2 separate regions of the Mus musculus genome follow, and region 1 is linked to region 2. Evidence: chromatin contacts called from public Hi-C data. All regions are on one chromosome and are shown on one strand. The core of a region is the stretch at or near the end of the contact, and the rest is flanking DNA. Distances in the headings are between cores, read along the strand shown. Region 1 has its middle 39 kb from the start of Tnks2. Region 2 overlaps Hectd2os (Hectd2, opposite strand).

Evidence for each region. Hi-C and Micro-C count contacts between places; a contact is called where the count stands out from the background.
Region 1: a Hi-C map of liver shows a contact between it and region 2, with 3 times the contacts expected there. A contact is called at or near these places in 4 of 484 Hi-C or Micro-C datasets (liver, nephron progenitors and ventricular fibroblasts) and 1 of 130 datasets of targeted methods (the NIH/3T3 cell line).

Annotation. Positions count from the first base shown.
Region 1 is chr19:36,793,167-36,797,410 of GRCm38.p6, forward strand. No RefSeq gene overlaps it. Among named protein-coding and RNA genes, the nearest start is that of Tnks2, 39 kb to the right of the region's middle.
Region 2 is chr19:36,661,473-36,665,788 of GRCm38.p6, forward strand. The region is part of intron 2 of Hectd2os (Hectd2, opposite strand); the gene reads right to left. Among named protein-coding and RNA genes, the nearest start is that of Hectd2os, 26 kb to the right of the region's middle.

The sequences.
Region 1 (4,244 bases), core at 1,080-3,579, 130 kb after region 2:
ACTAAACCCCACTAAGATATCCTTTAAGACCTGACGTTAGGGGTCAACAAGATGGGTTAGAATATAAAGCTGTTTGCCACCAAGCCAGATAGCATGAGTTCAATCTCTTGGATCAAGTCTCTCAAGTCTCTGATCTTTGCAAACATAATGTGGCACATGTACACCCGTGAATAATTAATAAATAAATAAATAAATACATACATAAATAAATAAATGTGATTTTTTAAGCATTTAAAGCCATCTGGACAAGGTAGACACACCTTTGATCACAGCACTCTGGGAGTGTGAGACTAGCCTGCTCTACATAGCAAGTTCTAAACCAGCCAGGGCAACATAGTGAGACCATGTCTCAAATTTTTTTTATTTGAAAAAAAATGTTTAAGGCCTGATTTTTAGGCCAAATTTCTTATAAACAATCTCAGCCATTCCAATTCAGAGGGCAGGCGCCTGCTTCCTACCATTGTTTTCAAAGGCTACTTTTTGTATACACAAAATACAGAGTTTCCCATTGTCCAAGAGTGTGACCTCATCTCTTATGACAGAGCTAGACAGACCCAGCAGTACTTAACCCCAAAGAGACTGAGGGTGTGAGAAACATGGGGTAGGTAATCTAAAGTTGGGCCAGGCTTGAAAACTGAGTGGGAGGGCTGGAGAGATGGCTCAGCAGTAAAGAGCACTGGCTGTTCTCCCAGACGACCTCAGTTCAATTCCCAGCATGCCCATGGTGGTCCACAACTGTCTGTAACTCCAGTTCCAGGGGCTCCTATGGCCTCTCATGGCCTCCAAAGACATCAGGCATATATACATGGTACACAGAAAACACATGCAATCAAAACACCAAAACACATAAAATAAAATAAACTGAGTCAGGCCAATTGAGAGGGTAAAGAAGGGAAAGCAGTTTATGCACAAAGGGCGGTGTGCATGCTTACACACAGTGCAAGAAGCTGAGGGGCGATGAGAGCTCAGTATGGCACAAGGGCAGGTTGGGTGGGACAGCACTTGGAGACAAGCTTGCAGAAGAGCCTATGGCAAAGGGGGAAGGACTTGAGTGGCCTGCAGAGGTAATAACTGTGTACTCAAGGAAACAGCCGTCCTTGAAGCATTCTCACATGATACGGTCACATTTGTGAGAACATTCTAGATGCAGAAAAGAACTTTTGGCACTGAAAGGGAGCAAAAACAAGTTTTAGGACTTAAAAATACAAACAATAATGTGAAAGCTGTCTCAAGTCCAGTACTATTTTCATTCACTGGTTAGGAACCGATTGGTTTATGACTTCAGTTTGAAAACATGCATTGATCACGTGCATTAGAGAAAACATAGCCTCTATCCAATGGTCAAATGCGTATGAATTCATGTAGGGAACCAGTCTTAGTGTTGGAGAACTTAGAATAAACACTGGATACTGAGGTCCTGGATACAAGGGTGAACATGGTCACAAGTTGCTAGCTACGACCACCTTAGTAAAACCCAAAAGCCAGGGTATCAGAGTGGGGCTGGAAACTTAAGAGACCTCCTATAGCAGAGAAATGGGAGACAAAATATCAACCTCCCTTCTGAGCACCTGCAAAAGTCAGGTCTGGTCTTCCTCCCAGCCCCGTGCTCCCAGAAATAAGACTCAGAGTCTAAATATATTTACAAATACCTTGGCCATATAGCTTGGCTCTTCTCTGACTCGATCATAATTTAAAATAACTCATTTATTTTAATCTACATTTGCCACATGCTGGTTACCTGTGCTCAGAGACCATGCATCTGTCTCTTCACATCTTCCTGAGCAAATCTCCCATGCCTCGATCTATCCCAGAATCCTTTCTGCCTCATGGATTCTACCCTTTCCTGTAAGCCATAGTTTGTTTGTTTGTTTTTTTAATTGACAGGTGATACATCCAGGCAATACACAAGATGTACCCTCTACAGGCACCCAGGGGTGAAATGAGACTAGAAGCCAGATGATGCCAAAGAAGCTTGGAAAGATGTCTGAGGCAGCCCCTTGATAGCTGAAGAGGAGGGGATGGGTATTGGGTCTCACAGCACTCGGGCAAATATATGACACAGTATCCCAGCAATGAGTAGAACTGTGCCTAAGAAGGAGAAGCTATTCTTTCTCTGCCCATGAGAAAGAACCTAGCACCTCAGACCCTCTAACTGTTCAAATGTAATGTCTTTAAACTCTCTAGTCTTCCCAAGAGCAGCTCTGCCACACCAGGCCAGACCCATGTGCACTGACATCTTAATCTCTATTTACACTTCTGGCACTAGAATGGGCATTTCATCATCTCTGCCCAGGGAGGCTGGCCTAAACAAATCAGCTTTAAACTCTGCACCTTTCAAAACCTCTGGACTTTGTGCCACATCCAGACTTCTACCCTTTGCCTGGCCTTGTGATCTGTCTGCACTGCCCCAACAAATCTTTCTTCACAAAATTGATAGACCTAGAAACAAGAGTCTCACGTGGTGCATATACACTGCTAGCTGGGGCCGTGACTAAAACTCCTGTGTAACGGACACTGGGAGGGATAAGGAGAGGAGGCACAACGTGTAAGCCGAATCCTTATCTGACACAGGAGATTGACGGGTCCCACGCAAAGCAGAGTGGTCAAGATGGAGCTGCGTGAGCCTATGGATCAGAGACCGGAGGGAGATCACAGAGATGACTGAGAGGAGAGAGGGCGGTCGCCTCGGCAGCGGGCTGCAGGAGGGGAGGGGAGAGTTCTTCTGTATTCTCTGGTGCTCTTTAAGCCACCAGAGATTCCTGTACCCAGATCTTGTCCTCTGAGGTTCTCTGTCTGGAACATGCTTTGCTCAGGCACTCACTGCCTCCTTCCCTCTCTTCAGATCTTTCCTGTCAACTCTCCTACTTAAAACAGCAACTGCCTCATCTTTCTTTCTTCGTCTCCACCCCATACCTCTTCATCCTGTTAGTACTTAGGTGCTTTTCTTGTTCACATCACATCTTTTCTATCTGGACCAATCACAGTACAATCGGCATGGAATCTGGACCACCAGGGCACAGCTGATGGACTCCATGAACAAATCGCCAGTGTAACCAAGGGGGGAAAAATGCTTTAACGACTGACAAATGGTTTTGATAAGCTCACTTTTTTTCCAGTTTGTCATTTTGTTACATTTCATGCCTAGGTAGCTCTTGTCCTGTTAACTAGACCTGAAGTTTTTCCAAGTAGATATTTTGTATTCTTCAGAGAGCCCCTTAAGTTTTACTTGGAGAAGTGTGAGGCTCGCCAAGGGCAAGGAACTGATACCATTGGACAAAAGGAACGCAGTGTCTCCAGGACTATACCCCAGCCCCTGAGGACAGGGTTGCTTATGGTAATACCCCACCTATCTCCACAAATAAAAATCTTCCAAAGTCAAGCTCCATTAGGGAATGGCATTCTGCATGTGGGGATTTGCCTAAACATTTCAAGTGTTCCAGTCTAAAGCACTGAAGAATTGAGGGTTAGACCGCATTGCTGTCTATTAGATAAAGATGGCCTTTGCAGAGAGCTTAAACTGTAGTCACGTGCCCCCCTTCAATGCCTTTTGAAAAGGCAAGTGATCCCTTGTGAAGGAGTCTATAAGAATGAACAGCCTCCACGGCGTGGTGGCGCACGCCTTTAAGCCCAGCACTCGGGAGGCAGAGGCAGGCGGATTTCTGAGTTCGAGGCCAGCCTGGTCTACAAAGTGAGTTCCAGGACAGCCAGAAAAAAAAGAATGAACAGCCTCTCTCTCTCTCTCTCTCTCTCTCTCTCTCTCTCTGTTTCTGTCTCTCTCCCGAATCCTCAAAGGGCTGCACCTTTAGCGAATCAGCACTCAGCTTGAATACACGACTTGTGTGAAGAGTCACGTGGGTAAGACTCACCTTCAGAGGAAGGCACCCCACCTGGGCGCAAGGCTGTGATGGTTGCTTTGATGTTCCGCCTGAGTGGTCACAGGGCTCCCTTTTATCTACTTGATCATGGTAAACATGCTTTAGAATCTTTCAGCTTGCTGATCGCGGATTTGTGGATTAATGATTCTCCATCTGCTCTGCTCACTCTCCCTCTGGAAATCTTGGCCCACCCCCTCCCTTACTGGAATGTCACATGCCCTGTGTCCAGAAGAGCCACTACAGAGTTTGATATTAGCTAAGCGGTTACTTGTTTCAATGTTATCTCTTGGTATGAGCTTTTGGGAGTTATGTGGGTAAATATGACCCTGAAATCCACTCTCAAGTCTATAGTGGGTTGATGACTGGATA
Region 2 (4,316 bases), core at 1,454-3,953:
AGTTGTTCTTCCAATGGGTCCACATAGTGTCTTACAACCATCTCTAACTCCAGGGGCTATGACACCCTCTTCTGGCCTCCACAGACACTACATGCACATATTGCAGATACATATATGTAGACAAACACTCATACAGTGGCTTAGGGTCTGTTCTGTTGCAGTGAAGAGACGCCATGACCAAGGCATCTCTTATAAAAGAGTGTATTTAATTGGCCACATACTTGCAGTTTCAGAGGTTTAGTCCATTATCATCATTGCGGTGTGCAAGCATGGCAGCACACAGGCAGGCATGTGTCGGAGCATTAGCTGAGAGCTATGTCCTTATCTGAAGACAGCAAACAGAGTCTGAGTCTGACATGGGCTTTAGAAACCTCAAAGCCCACCCCTAGTGACAAACTTTCTCCAACAAGGCCACACCTCCTAATCCCTCTAATCCTAATAAATAGTTCTACATAAATAGTAAACTTTCAAATATATGAGCCTATGGTTGGCCATTCTTGTTTAAACTACACATGCACATAAAATAAAAGCTAATACATTCCAGAAGCTGGGCATAATGATGTGTTCCTGCAATTCCAACCCTCTGGAAGTTGAAGCAAGCAGATGCTAAGTTGTAGACCATATACAGACTCTCTCCAAAAAAAGAATCCTAACAATAAATAAATTATTAAATTCAGTAAGTAGATAGTGTTCCAAAACTCTATTCCATCTTCCTCTGAATAAGTTATCACTATGAACAATTTGGCAGTGTTCTCTTATACAGCATTTATACAAATATTTCTTAGTCTTTTACTATGGACACTTTGGCCAAGATATTTCAGTGTTGTAGGATGGTTGGCTGTATATCTGGTCTCTATTCACTAAAAACCAGTAGCATACCCCAAGTAGCTTGAAATATTGTCAATTATCTCTAGGATTCAAATATCATGTGTGCCTGTAGGTGAGAGACAAGGATCAATGACTACATGAGACTGATTGACTATAAATTAAAATTCACATTCTTCGGTTCCTAGTCTTACATGAGCTTTGTCCAGTCATTTGTTTTTGTTTTTTTTTTTTTTTAACTTCAGCCATCAAGTGTTTATTAAGTAACTATAGACTAGTAACTGTGCTGTCAATGCAAAACAAGCAAACAAAAACTTCCACAACTTTCACCTCAAAGGGAGTAAAAACAGATGCTAGAGCCAAATGCAGATGTTAAGGTCCTGGCCCTGGAACCTGGGTTCAGGTTGCTGTGGAAAACTTGCTCCCGTGAGGAAGTGCTTATAAGAGAGCCTATTGGTTATATAACAAAGAAAGTCATGGATCAATAATTTACTAAATACATTGTTAGTGCCACAGATTAATGTGTAATCGCAGAATGGAGAAAATTCTGCTATAGGTCTGATGAGTTCTTAGCTTTTGGATTGGTGGAGGCTAGAGGTCTGCTAAAAATACTTTTAAAGCTTTGATAGCTACAAGGGTGTTGGGTTTGGTACAGGATAGTGATGAGTTGCTTTCAAAAGGGACTAAAAATAGCCCAGGATAAATTGTCTCCAGGATAATTCAGTCACTTGGGCCTGTAGAGTTTTCAATACCAGAGCAATTTTCTTTTTTCTGGGAAGTACAGTTTACAGCTATGCTGGCTAGTTTTATGTCAACTTGACTCCATCTACAGTCATCTAGGAAGAGGAAACCTCTACTGAGAAAATGGTCCTCACCAGAGTGGCCTGTGATCAAACTTGTGGGCGTTTTCTTGATTGATGATTGATGGGGAGTGGGGGCACAGATCACAGTGGGTTGTGCCAGCTCTGGGAAGGTGATCTTGGATGATATAAGAAAACAGACTAAGCAAGACATGCGGAGCAAGTCAGTTAGCATTATTCTTCCATGTCTACTAATTGAGTTCCTGCTTCCACATCCCTGCCCTTCCTTCCTGGATGATGGATGGCAACTATAACCTGAAGTAAACCCTTTCCTCACCAAGTTATTTTTGATCATAGTGTTTTATCACAGCAATAGAAACCCTAAGACAACATTAATAGGTATATTTAAGTCAGTAATTATAATGGAATATCTACTTCCCAGGTATAGGCACACACACACACACACACACACACACACACACACTAAAAAAGGAAAGGGATAATGGGAACAAGCCACTCCTAGATTTTGTCTGGTTACATATGTCTCCTATAACACACCAGTCTCATCTCTAGCTGGCTTCATTACACCTCTAACTGACATATTGCCCTGGGGAGAGAGAAAGGAGAGAGAGAGAGAGAGAGAGAGAGAGAGAGGGAGAGAGAGAGAGAGAGAGAGAGAGAGAGAGAGAGAGAGAGAGAGAGAGAGAGAGAGAGAGAGAGAGCATTTGGTATCTTTGGTCTTCCTTGGAGCGAACCACTGGAGCACATGCCATCCAAAGACTCCAGGTCCTCTCCAACTCTCCATGCCAGCAGCACAAACGCCAGCCCTCAGAAAGGGATGTTTAAGCTCTTTGTGAGTGCCCATATCCTCACTGTAATTAACCCCAATCCTGCCCAGCTGCTCTCGATCCTGTTTACCCAAACTGGTCTTCAAGCATATTCTGTGGCCAGCCTCAAACCAGGTTGCTGGCTCGGGTCCCTGGGTATTGACCTCTTCAAAGATTATAAGTGAGCAAACAGAAGCATGTTAATTTTTAATTTCACTTTGATTGATCAGACTTCCTCTTTGTCCTATAACAAGACATACACAACAGCCCTTGCCCTACATTGAAAGTCCACTGATCTGGCTGGCCATCCTGGCCCTGGATGGGCTTCTCAACACATTCTGGGTTGGCTGCTGCCATCTTAGACACTTAGGGAGTTTCTGAGTTGAGCATCTACACCGAACAGCATAATAATACTCTTAATGAAAGAGGAAGAGTTGGTGCAGAGAGACATGAAGCTTGGGCTTTGGAGCAGAGATGGAGAGTGTTTTCCAACAAAGAGAGATGCCACGGACCGAGAATTTCCACCACCCCAAGTTTAGAACGAGACACTGCCAATCACGGACACCCTCACATTGATGGTAATTTTAACAACTTGCAACATGAGGGCAAAAACCTGCTGAGATCCATTCCCTCGCACAGAACTCCACTGTCTGCTAAGTCCTTAGGTCCACATAACTGTCACACCATCCTGGGAGGTAATTATCAGTTTCCTCACTTAAGTGGAGAGCTGTCACTATTTTTTTTTCTTTTTGAGGCTGAAGTGGTTTGGGTGTGAAAGCCAAATTTAGCCTCAAGTCAGGAAAAGCAACAGGAACATTTTCCCCATCTGGAGTGGGTATATGCTTCTGTGATGGTCTATTCGTCTGCCCTGTCACTGACTGCAGAGAAAGAAAAGAATTCTGACGCTGCCCTTTGCAGCCTCAAGCCGTTTCTCTGTTGGAGATGTCTTTTAAAACTGAAATAAAAGAAGTATAGCCAGGGCCTAAGTGAGACTTAAATGCTGGACCCACTGAGCAGAGATTCAGTCAGTCAGTTATTTTAAATAATTCACTCTAGAACTGACTAGAGGTGTGTGTGTGTGTGTGTGTGTGTGTGTGTGTGTGTGTGTGTGTGTTTTATTTAAATATGTTATCAAGTGACTGAAAAGGAGGGGGCAGGGTGAAGGAGTTGTGTTCAACACACAGAGGTGAATCCATTCATTTATACAAGCATCACAGAACTTGAGGGTTGATAGGAAGCTAAGAAATCAATAAATTGGGGCTTGCAACCTTTCTCGGAGGAGCTTCTTCCAAATTCCCTTAGGTTTTATGGCCACAAAATCCTTACTCGTTCTTAGTGTGGTAGGAGAGAAAGGGCTGGATTTTTCTGAGCACATGATGCTATCATCTACCCGTTCCGAGATATCCTGAGTCTGCCATTGCTGGGGTGGCATCTTGTGGAAAAGCAGCCCCATGGAGTCTCCCTCCCAGGGGCTCCATGGTGATACATGGTAGGGAAGTGCCCCATAAGGCCCATCTTCCTCCGGGCTAATTGCAAGATGCATCTTCAGAGTAAATTCTGATAACTAGCCTGGCAAGTAAGAAATGCTGCTCGTTACCTCTGTGTCGTACAGGATCTGGGGCAACTGGGACCCAGTAAGGACTATGATACTTCAAGGTTCTGCATATCCGGGGAAGAAGCAACTAAGCCCTGAAATAAAAGAATTCTCAATGATCGTTGACTCCCAGGCTTATATTTGCTTATGTAAGACTGACTCTTCATGACCCAAGGCAGCCAGCTGAGTCCGTCCCCTCACTGGCCTCCTCGAGCTGTGATGGTTTAAGTTTTCTAAACTTACTACACGGTCCTCTCATGTCCATCCTTC